2 separate regions of the Mus musculus genome follow, and region 1 is linked to region 2. A link is a contact called in public capture Hi-C data. All regions are on one chromosome and are shown on one strand. Each heading gives the region's core, a stretch centred on a gene start, on an enhancer-like site or on the middle of the called end of the contact. The rest is flanking DNA. Distances are from core to core; before and after follow the strand shown. Region 1 has its middle 110 kb from the start of Qrfprl. Region 2 overlaps Grid2 (glutamate receptor, ionotropic, delta 2).

Region 1 (5,526 bases), core at 1,756-4,255, 620 kb after region 2:
GTGATCTAGTATCGTCCTTTGGGCCTTCAGGAGCAAGTGTGGAGATGGGAGTGGAGATGGGTGGAATAGAGAAGAGGGGAATAAGTGATCAACTCACACTAGAAACTTCTTTGAAGCTTTCTATACAGGGCTTTCTAGGGTCTTCCTAGCATTTAAAGTGGCTTCTGAAAATAGATTCAATCCATGGAGTTTTCTAATAGTGGCGAATTTGTACCTCAGAGAGCAAATTCAGTATGTAGGTCTTGAGCAAATGATTTTAAAGCCATATTAATTAGGGTTCTCTAAAGGAACAAAACTGATAGAATGAACTAACATATCTACCTTTCTATCTATCTATCTATCTATCTGTCTGTCTGTCTGTCCGTCCATCTATCTATCTATCTATCTATCTATCTATCTATCTATCTATCTATCTCAATTTATATATCGCTGACTTCAATTACTTATATAAGTTCTTTAAGAGTACTTTAAAACTTACTCTATCACCAACAATTCAGCATCAACCCCGAGATACATTTTAAATAATGCTATAATAGGGTGGCAAAATCAAGGTGAACTATTTCTTTAGCCCAAATGAACTTACTTACTGAGAGTTAAGAATATCAATTAGAAATGAATATCCCACAAACATTACTGGTGTACTATCATGTCTGTTTAGTTGTTTTGAGGTTAGCCATGGACGTGCTTGTGTATACATACATACATACATACATACATACATACATACATACATACCCCATGACTGTGTTAGTGGAAGCTCAGATGTCTCTTTGCTACAGTGATTTCAACTAATCTGGGAAAATATTCAAAAGTAGGTTTCTGTACTGTACTTCATGTGGTAGCTCTGCTTTAAGTTTTATGAGGAAATTTCATGTTATTTTCCATAATGCCTATACTAACCTGTATTAGTGCCACTAGCCCATGAGTTCCCCATTTTCCACATCCTCATCCAAGCCTGTTATCTTACATAGATATATTCTAAAGATACTAGCCACAGCAACAAAAACCTAGTAAGAACTGATAAATAAAAAATAAAGTTATGCCAGGCGGTGGTGGCACACGCCTTATATACCAGCACTTGAGAGGTAGAGACGGGCGGATTTTTGAATTCGAGGCCAGCCTGGTCTACAAAGTGAGTTCCAGGACAGCCAGGGCTATATAGAGAAACCCTGTCTCGAAAAATCAAACAAGTAAGTAAGTAAGTAAGTAAGTAAGTAAGTAAGTAAGTAAGTAAATAAATAAATAAAGTTTAAAAAAAAAACCCAGCAGCAGGGACTCTTGCTTAGTGTCAGAGTATTGAACCCTGGGCCCAATTCTTAGCAACAAAAATGCACATGCACATACATATGTACACATTTCAATATACAACAAATTAAGACATTAAGATGACAAAGTCACTTATAATAGAAAAAGTAACTGTTTAACAAGTCATTTATTTCTATGGGATCTATCTACTAAACACAATGAAGCATAATAAATTTAATTAAAGATTATACAGTTTAACAGAAAGATCTCTGTTGTCTGGCAACTTCCTCTAAATTGAAATATTACTTTTAGTTAGAGGCTCATTAACTCAGGCAGTAAAGCAAACTTACAAGTTTTAAGAAATAAACAAAAATGTTAAGACTTTGGAAGTCTCCAAAGCTTACAAGACTCACAAGACTCTTCCACCAGGGCAACAACTGCTGGAGAGAGCAGGCATAGCTAAGCTACCAGCAAGCTATACAGGAAACTCTCTGGATCCAGCTTTCATGTGTTGTCATGCATGGTGAAATGGGCTTTTCAGTGACACATCTATCCTTGAGTCATTGCTTATTAGATTCTTCATTTATAGAGTTCAGGGTCCAATTTAGGGAGTAGTGCTGCCCAGAGTGGGCTAGGTCAATTAACAATCAAGAGAAATCCTCCCTTGAAATGCACATAAGCTAACCAGATCTACATAATTTCTCAATTGAGTTTCTCTTCCTAAATGATTCTAGGTTGTATAGCATTGACAGTTAAAGAGCTTGAATTATAGGCCTTGTCAATGTTCCATAGACATTCCTTAAAATAACAATCCCAAAACAGAAGAAAGGATATAGACCCATATATATTTATATATACTAAAAAATGGATTAAATAAAAGACCTAAAACTAGTGAGGTGTAGTGGCTCACACACTTAACCTCAGGGTTTGAGAGTTAAGAGGCAGGCGAGTCTGTGAGTGTCAGACCAGCCAGGACTTCATAGTATAACCCTGTCTCAAAACAAAATCTCAAAATAAAATACACTTCTATAAATAGAAAAATGCAAATCAAATCTACAAAGAGATCACCTTATACCTACTAGATTGGATATTATACAAATAGATAGCAATCCACTGTGGATTTTAAAGCCAAAAACACATTTTGTCTCAATTTTTATATTAGTTTTTTCTTTCTTTCTTCCTTTTTTTTTTTCTCTTGTAAAGGTCTTAAGTACACGTTGAGTAACTTTTCACTTGAGTACATGGCAGGAAGTTAATAAAATTGCTCATTATTGTTGGGCTTTGGGGGTCCTGTTTGGGATTTAAGAATAAAGACTCATAAATATCTGCATAGTATAAGGCTGTTGGCCTGTTTGCTGGGGCAGTTCTGCAGCTATCCCACTAGACTCAACCCAACTTCCCTGCCACAGCACCTCTCCATGTGAATCCCATTGCTTTACTTCTTGCCATGCTTCTGTCTCCTGCTTCTGTCCTTCTGTCCTGTGGATCTGCCCCAGGTCCAGGCACCAGGTCTTTATTCTGGAAAAAAAATCACACTCCTTATTTATCTAGTCTAAACCAATCTGTGTTGCCTTTTGGCATTGAGGGCTATGTGACCTTCACTGTGGCAGCTTGCTTTTTAACATGATAATCTCAGAGAATCATCAATTGAGTGAGTGAGTGGGTGAAGAAGGAAAAGCGTTTACTTGTAGGAAGCAGGTAATGGACCATAGAAATGACAATACTAAGTATCCTGCCAGTACTTACCTCTGCCTGCACAGCTATTAACATTTGAAAAAACAGGAGCACACCCACATAGCCATTTGATAGACTATGTGCAGGTGCAGGTCACCCCAACAGTTCATTAGAAAATTTATGTCTAAGTGCAATGTATTCTATTTTACAAAAAGCAACTAGTCCATTGACTGGGGTGTTCTTTGGTATGTTTCTTCCTCAGAGTCTCTTGAAGACTGGTTACAGGATGTCCTTAGATACACAATTCACAGATGGTGAGTCTGTTACAAACAGCAAGATATCTACACATAACCTAGAAGTATCCTTTTCAAACATCTTTATATTCCTATAAGACCAATATAATGTAAACACTATCTAAACTGGGTGCACATGTTCAAGATAGACAGTTTCCCCTAATGTTTTTGATTCATGAGTGCAGAACCTGTTAATAAAGAGGACAGCTGTTTGCTTTAGAAAAATCCTGAAGCTTGGAGTTTTGTGATGCTAGTAAGGCAAAAATGGGATAGTTTAGTTAGAAACTGAGATGGCTTCATTCATAGGAATTGGCATATGCATAGCAGTTGTATCCCAGTGTTTTAAACTGAGATAGTCCTCATCACTGAATGGAAGGGTCTCTGGAGAACAGCCTTACTGAACTGGCAAGTCAGTTGTCTCTGGATTTTGATGATGTCCCCATTCCTGGCACATTTCCCTAAGGCGTTGGCCATCTTTTGGTAAGTCATGGTCTTGTGGTTGCTTTTACTTTCCCCCTAAAATTCAACTAAAATTTCTTTCTCTCTCTTTTTCCTTCTTTCCTTATCTATCTATCTATCTATCTATCTATCTATCTATCTATCTATCATCTATCTATCTACCTACCTACCTACCTATATACTTACTTGCTTATTTATAAACTGAAAGAAATGTGCCTTTAGTTTTTGTCAGTTCACTGAATACAAGATACCATCTCAGAACTGTACAGAATTCTCTTTTCTTTTCTTTTCTTTTCTTTTCTTTTCTTTTCTTTTCTTTTCTTCTCTTCTCTTCTCTTCTTTTCTTTCCCTTTCCTTTGCTTTTCTTTCTTTTCCTTCCTTTACTTCCTTCCCTTCTTTTGTTCTTTCTTTCTTTCTTTCTTTCTTTCTTTCTTTCTTTCTTTCCTCTCTTTTCTTTCTTTTTTCCTTCCTTCCTTCCTTCCTTCCTTCCTTCCTTCCTTCCTTCCTTCCTTCTCTCTCTCTCTCTCTCTCTCTCTCTCTCTCTCTCTCTCTCTCTCTTTCTTTCTTTCTTTCTTACTTTTTGGTTTGGTTTTTCAAGGCAGGGTTTCTCTATATAGCCCTGGCTATCCTGGAACTCACTCTGTAGACCAGGCCAGCCTTGAACTCACAGAGATCCACATGCCTTTGCATCCTACCCAAGTGCTGGAATTAAAACTGTGTGCTACCACTGTCTGGCTGCACAGGATCCTAAAGGTATTCAAACTCACAGCTCTTCCCTGTCCTTCCTCTTCTTTGCTGGAAAGGTCTGATTGTAAATCTGGTTTTTACTTTTGCTTTTGTTTTTGTTTTTGCAGGTATTGATGTGATTTTCCAGATACAAGTCTTCAGAATCATCGTTACACATCTCCATTTGTAAGTGGGTTCCACTCTAGGAGACACTCATATCAGCTGGAATTGTCTATCACCTGAGGATAATTGTTAATGAAAAGCATGTAATTTTGTGTGTGTGCTCTGAGGAGCATTGAAGGTCCCTAATTGAATGTTGTCTCAATACCTCAAAAGCATCTTTAAATGCTTGACCTAGCTTGCTCAATGCAAGTCCTTGTTTATTAATTAATTGTAGCATATTGGACTGAGGATGAACCTAGTGGTATAGCACTTACCTACTAACAGGCAAAAGGTTCTGGGTTCTGTCCAACACAGCCTGTGATTGTACACAATTATATATGGAATGTAAAAGTATGGTTTTTCATGAAAAATAAAATGCGTTATAAATTGAGTGTAAGATTGCATTAGCAAAAGAAAATATGGTTTAATGTTAAGAGAATTAGCATAAACATAATTATCTGATTTTCATAAAAGATCAGGAGAGAATAATACTGGCAGAAGTAGGTAGAGAATTAAAAACAGAATTAAGAGCACAAAGCACCTTTAACAGTATAACAAGGTGTAAGGGTTCAAGAATCTCCAGAGAATGATACTCCAAACTCAAATAGTATACAAAAGCAAAGAGCTTTTATTCAGCATTCATTGGGTTTCTCCATTCAGGAATGGAGACGCCTAGTGGACTTGCAGGCCCAGCTTTTTAGTTACCTCTGTCTCTAGGGTTCTGACTGATTTTATAGTTCCTTAGGCTCTGGAGACTTCCCAGGGGGTTGCTTCCCCATTCTAGCTATCTATTCTTACTTTAGGCTAAATGACAAGGTGTCCTTCGGTTGGCTGCCCACAGCTGTGGTTGGCTGACCAAATGTTCCTGGATCCAGGTTCTCAATTCTGGGAAACTTAGGCATAGCCTCCCAAACTGTCAGTTAGCATCCTGTCATGGAGTCAGCGTGGTCTGAACTTAGTCCCTTCA
Region 2 (5,989 bases), core at 2,234-4,733:
CTTCTCCTTTTTTGTCCCTGCAGTTCTTTTTGACAGGAACAATTCTGGGTCAGAATTTTTGACTGTGGGATGGCAACCCCATTCCTCCACTTGATGACCTGTCTTTCTACTGAAGGGCATTTCATCTAAGGTCTCTCACCTCCCAGTTCTCTCCTACCCTCTAGAGGTACTTTCACCTCCCACCCACCCCGGAGGTTGCATATTTCCACCCTGCTGGCCCTCAGGACTTCTCTCTTGTCCCCCATAATCCCATACCTGATCATATTCCCCTTTTCCCCTCACCCTTCCTTCTCCCACCCAGATCCCTCCCTCCCTCTGCCTCCTGTGATTATTTTATTCGCGTATTCTTAATGAAGAGGAATATGCCAGAACTGGTCTGAAAAAAAAAACAACAGACGCGCTCGCTTGGACGCACGTGTATGCTCAAGCGACAGAGAGTAAACACACACACACACACACACACACACACACACACACACACACAAGCACTCTGACGATCTAACCTAGCTTTCAAGCTGCACTCTCCTCCCACGTCCCAAGCAAGATAGCACCATCCATTGTGTGCTATGCGCGGGTCTCCTCAATTCTCTTTACAATGGCCCTCGAAAGAAAATGCGACTGTCATTACCCTGACCTTTAAAATGGCAAGAATTTTTCTCACTGAATTTCAAGAAAAGGTTTGAGCCATCTAATCGCGTATCCCAATCTAGAAGCTAATCTTGTGACTAATAGTTAAAGGAGTTTATGGCACAAGTGTCTGCTTCCTGCGTTTTAATCTCGCCCACAGGAAACCATGGTTGCAGGGACGCTTAGACCTGTGTGAGCCAATACTGCCACCTTGTGGAACTCTTTAGCATAACAGAAAATCCTGCTTTCCCTAAGGCCCAAGATTTTATTGTTAGATTCTTGAATTCACACACACACATACACACACACACACACTTTATATCTAAACGTCGAAACTCTCCTCTAGGTGTGCTTTCAAGTTCCACTTAAAAAAGTACTGTGAAGATTTACACGAATTCATTTCGTTGTTTTTTTTTTTTAAAGAAAGAAGTTTACAGTTTACTGACCTTACTCCAACTGCTCCTTATATAAAGTGTTTCTAAATGATAAAGGGGTATGATGAGACTCCAATGGAGCTTCTAGAAGCATTTAATAGGAAGGATGTGCAGAATTCCGGGTCTACAAGCCTTACCGTGTTCTATCCCGAGCCAGCCTGTATCCTACCTAGAATGTGGTGTGGCATGCTCAGAATGTGGCTGGTGGGTGACTGGAGAATTCTATGACTCAATTTCTCCATATATCTTTGAAGCAAGGGTCTTGCTACAGTGCCACAGCCACCTGAGCTGTGTCGTCGTGAGGTCTACCGAGTACAGAGACCTTTGTGGCTTCTCAGAACTTGAAGGGCTTCCAGACAGGACACTCCATTCTCTCCTTACCCTGTGGTCTTCACTTACTTACACAAACTTAAAACTCCACAACCAAAGTCTTCCCATGGACTGCATCTAACCCCATTAGAATTTAAATAGCTGAAGTATAATTTGTATAGTTTGACATTTGTTTCTAAGTGAAAATATTCCTCAAATATCAAGAAACACTGAGAGGCTGTGAGCCAACATAAGTGAATGGAACACAGGTTTCAGACGTGATTAAGGGAAAGCTAGGAGGTTGTAATCCGATCCTCTGTGAATGAGAGGACTAAAGCCTCACAAAGTGGAGACACTGGAAGTCCTGCCAGGTCGCTCTGCCTGAACGAACAGTCGAACTGTCGTGGTGGGGAATTAATTTTGTGCACAAGGAATGTTTGGCATGAGTCTCTCCTGAAATATTTATTGCATGGATGGATGGATTCATAGAAAATGGAATAAATTATAAAACGGCCTCAGTGAGTGAGAGCAGAGCCGCCATAGCAAAATTATGCATATTCAACCAATAAATGCCCGCCTGCACTCCAGGGATAGAGCAAATGGGCTTCTCGAGAAAACTCAGTAGTCACAGGTCACAGGCAACCGTGGAAGAAACTTCAGCATCCCAGACACTGACCAGTGTGATGATAGAGGGGCGTGGCTAGCGCTGGGGTCCTTGGTCTTCTGTATCCATATGCTCACGGAGTCATTAAAGATCACAGATTTCCTGAAAAGGAGAGATGTGTCTGCACTGAACTCATGAGACTTCATTTTTTTTTCTTGTCACTGTGCCCTAAACAGGACAACATAACGACTATTTAGATGGTCCTGTGATTTTTATATAACTGGAAATCAAAGGATATAAGGGGTGATATATGAGCAATTTGCTGTTGCTGAGATAAAACACCATGAGAGGGATTATGTGACTCTTGGTTGCAGAGGGATCAGAGTCCATCAGAGCAGGGAGGCAGGCAGCAAGTAGCAGGCATTACAGCAGGAGAGCTCCCAGCTTTAATTGCAAGGACAAAGCAGAAAGAGAACTGAAGAATGGAATGAGCCTTTAAGCTCTAAAAAGCTCATCTCGAAAGAGAGGCCCATTGGACACGCAAACTTTATATGCCCCAGTACAGGGGAACGCCAGGGCCATAAAAGGGGAGAGGGTGGGTAGGGGAGAGGGGGTGGGTGGCTATGGGGGACTTTTGGTATAGCATTGCAAATGTAAATGAGCGAAATACCTAATAAAAAATGGAAAAAAAAAAAAAAAAAAAAAAAGCTCATCTCCAGTGATGTACTTTCTCCAGTAAGGCCACACCTCTTAAATCTTCCCAAGGGATTCTCCAAATAGGGAGTCAAATGTTCAATCACATGAGCCTACTGGGGGACATTTTCACTCAGAACACCACAGATGGTGTGTATCTGGGGAAAGAGTGTTCTAGGTAGTCAACATGTCATCTTACGTAAGCGCCCTGAGTTTCCTCCAGCTTTGAAATCCACTGGGGGATCCTAGGACTATTCTCCACACACACTAAGGGCAACTGTATTCTCATTGAGCAAACATTGCTGTAACATTCTTTTATATTTCATTATAAACACAAATTAAAGCAGAATTCTTTCTTCAAAGCTAACTAAAGTTCTCCTCTGGGGTATCTAAAGATGCTCTGACTATTTAGTGCCTTTTGATAAGCAAATTCCTGAAGGGCACTGTGTTGTTTCTATTATGATGCAATGAACCATTAAATTAGCATTATGCTACTAGCAGGAACTCCAGTGTACAATATGGTATTGTTAGCTATAGGCAAATGTACAGCAGGTCTCTAGAAATTATTAATCTTACCTTGGTGTGTGTGTGTGTGTGTGTGTGTGTGTGTGTGTGTGTCTTTGTTTCAGGTGGTGTTTGTGTTCATACACATGTTTGCACATGAGCATGGAAGCAAAAGCCAACCTTTCCATGACAACATCTAAATTGTTTCTTTGAGACAAGGTCTCTCACGTGGTGGCTTGGAAGTTGCAAAGGTGGTTAGACTGGCTGACCAGAGAGACCCAGACAGCCACCTGTCTCCCCGTCCCCAGCTCTGGGATCATAACTCCCACCAGCATGCATGACTTTCCTCCTTAGATTCTGAGAATCAAAATCAAGCCTCGTGCTTGCACATTGAGCACTTTGCTCACCCAGTCATCTCTCCGGCATCTCTACAGTATTAATGTTACACAACTGAATCTCTAAACTAGCTTCTTAGCAGTATCATTTAAATGGCAATAGTGGGTGGGTCCAGCAAGAATCCTTAATCACATAATTGTGTATTTGAATGAGGCTTATCCCTGCCAGCAATTGCCACACGTGTATGCTTCTTGGGCTCCTTAAACTGGAGCTCAAAACAGTGTTGACTTAGATGGGTAGCTAAAATAAGAAAGGATGCATTAAAGAAACCTGGGGAGGGTTGAGCTACCCAGAACCATAAGGCTTTCTTCACTGCAGGTCTTGGACACTTACTAAGCTGGCACAGAATAAGTCCCCAAAAGGGTACCACGGTTGCTAACCACAGGGCCCTTTCCTTGGGAAGGCCTTGTACATATTTGGGAATTCTGAAGGTACAAATGGTGACAGTCTACTACTCTCCACAATCATTTTCATAGTTTCAATACATCAGTTCACCTCCCTCTTATGACAACACTCCAAGTGAGCAACATTTGAAAGGTGGATTGCCGCAGACCTTCTGGGTCCCTATGTCTGCGTGGAACGGGGTCTCTCGACGCGGGTGGGCAAAGCGTGGATGATGACAGACACACACGCAGGAGAGTTTGTGTGGAATCTGAATGTAATTTTACAACTCGAGCATCAGACTTTTTATGCAGAGGACAATAAGGAAGTTGGGTGACATATTCGCAAGGTACAATTGAGGTAACTGGAATCTTACATAAAACAGAGGAATGCAAACACAAAAGGTCTAACGGGAACCACCCAGGATAGAATACATTGATAACAGCTGGGATCAACAAGGGCTCCACCTAAAATTCACTAATCTTAGAAGCCAGGGTCAAGGGCTTCGCGTCCTTGCCATAGTTCCTATTTTAGTCTCTTGTATAGTCCACCTTCCCCTTAGGCCATTGTAAATATGTGTATGGGTGTAACTCTGCTATAGTATCTATTCTGGTTTCTCCTTTGGTCTGAAACTTCCTTCTTCCTAAGCGATGGTAAATTCCTGTGTAAGGGAGTGACTTAGCTTTTACAATCTTGCTGAATTCTAAACCCTTGATCTTGGTCAAGGATGCCCTTGGACTGTTGGAACACTGGCGGAAGGCTTTAGCCATGTCAGAGCACTTATAGGAAAATACTGAAAGAGAGCACGTGGATCCATACTCTAGACTAGCGTAGTACTGGAACTCGGGAATGAAAAATTAATGTATGGGTAGAGAACACTAGCCTCCAGGAGGAGAGCTTCCTTGAAACTCTTTTGCCTCATGAGTGACTTTTAAGCCTTACGGCTTGTCCAGTTGACTCGACCAGAGAGCGTAGCATTTCTCCCTTTCTTTTATTTTTCAGCCGAAGTTCCAGGGTGTCCCGTCTCATCGTAGCTAGAGCTCAGGAGCACTTTAAAGATGAGTGGAAACACCACAATTACTAGTAAAACAATGCCAAAAATAATAACAAGTAGGATAATATATTGAACCCAATCCAGGGGGTTCAATTCACTAAGGTTGTTTTTTAAATCTCTAGCCAATTCATCAATGTTCCAAGTGTCCAAGTGACTTTTAATAATATCCGAAATTACCGTCTTCAACTGTTCTAAGTCATGAGAAATATCAGTATCTTTTTATACTCCCTGTAAATGAGATTATAAGATAAGGGGGTAACACAAATGTATTGGAAAGAAGCATGACATTTAGTAGCTAACCTGGTCTTAATATTAGCAACATCTTGCCCCATTGCTAGCACTACTTTTTCTAGGGTGTTAACCTTTGTTTCCAATTTTTTATCTATAATATGTAGCTCTGACAAGGCTACAGAGATGTTCTTATGCATATCATTTACAAAATGAGCAGTATGCAGTTGCTGGACTAAGGCTGTGGTGGACAATGTAAAAGTTAAAATTGCAATTAAGGCAGTAATTTCTAAAACCAGTGCTGTTACAAATCTTAGGTCTAATAAGTTCGTTTAGTCTTTTTAAAGTTTGTAATCCTGAATTTTTGAACCAAGGAACATTTCCTAACTTTACAGGCAGCAAAACATAAGCAGGTCTTTTTAACAAAATCATAACAGTAGATTCTTTATCTAATTTAGGATCTACACAATTAGTTAAATGACAAGAATTACAATGAATATGAAAAGACTTGCCAAGATTGGCGATCTTAACTTTTAAAATTAACAATATAGCATACAGGTAAGGTACAAACATTCATAACTATAAATAAGGAGCTGGCCTGAATGGCCAAAAACAGTGTCTCTGATGAAATCTTGTAGCAGTCCCTCCACCTCAGCTTTTCTAGTTGTCTCCAAGTTGACGCCAGGTCGGCTCTCCTTGTTGTAGCCCATGGCGGAGATAGGAAGAGTTTCTTTATTTTGCTTGTGTGTGCTCTCTCTG

What was found. Capture Hi-C pulls out chosen DNA fragments and counts their contacts.
Region 1: a contact with region 2 is called in a capture Hi-C map of embryonic stem cells, with 3 times the contacts expected there. The contact joins two enhancer-like sites. A contact is called at or near these places in 1 of 115 datasets of contacts at active chromatin or transcription factors (embryonic stem cells) and 1 of 9 other capture datasets (embryonic stem cells).

The regions. Positions count from the first base shown.
Region 1 is chr6:65,267,971-65,273,496 of GRCm38.p6, forward strand. No RefSeq gene overlaps it. Among named protein-coding and RNA genes, the nearest start is that of Qrfprl, 110 kb to the right of the region's middle. Within about 2 kb of position 3,006, at least 3 of the 459 cell types and tissues checked have an H3K27ac peak or open chromatin away from gene starts, as enhancers often do. A contact at or near this core is called in embryonic stem cells, where this site is marked.
Region 2 is chr6:64,649,273-64,655,261 of GRCm38.p6, forward strand. The region is part of intron 14 of Grid2 (glutamate receptor, ionotropic, delta 2); the gene reads left to right. Among named protein-coding and RNA genes, the nearest start is that of Gm35851, 77 kb to the right of the region's middle. Within about 2 kb of position 3,484, at least 9 of the 459 cell types and tissues checked have an H3K27ac peak or open chromatin away from gene starts, as enhancers often do. A contact at or near this core is called in embryonic stem cells, where this site is marked.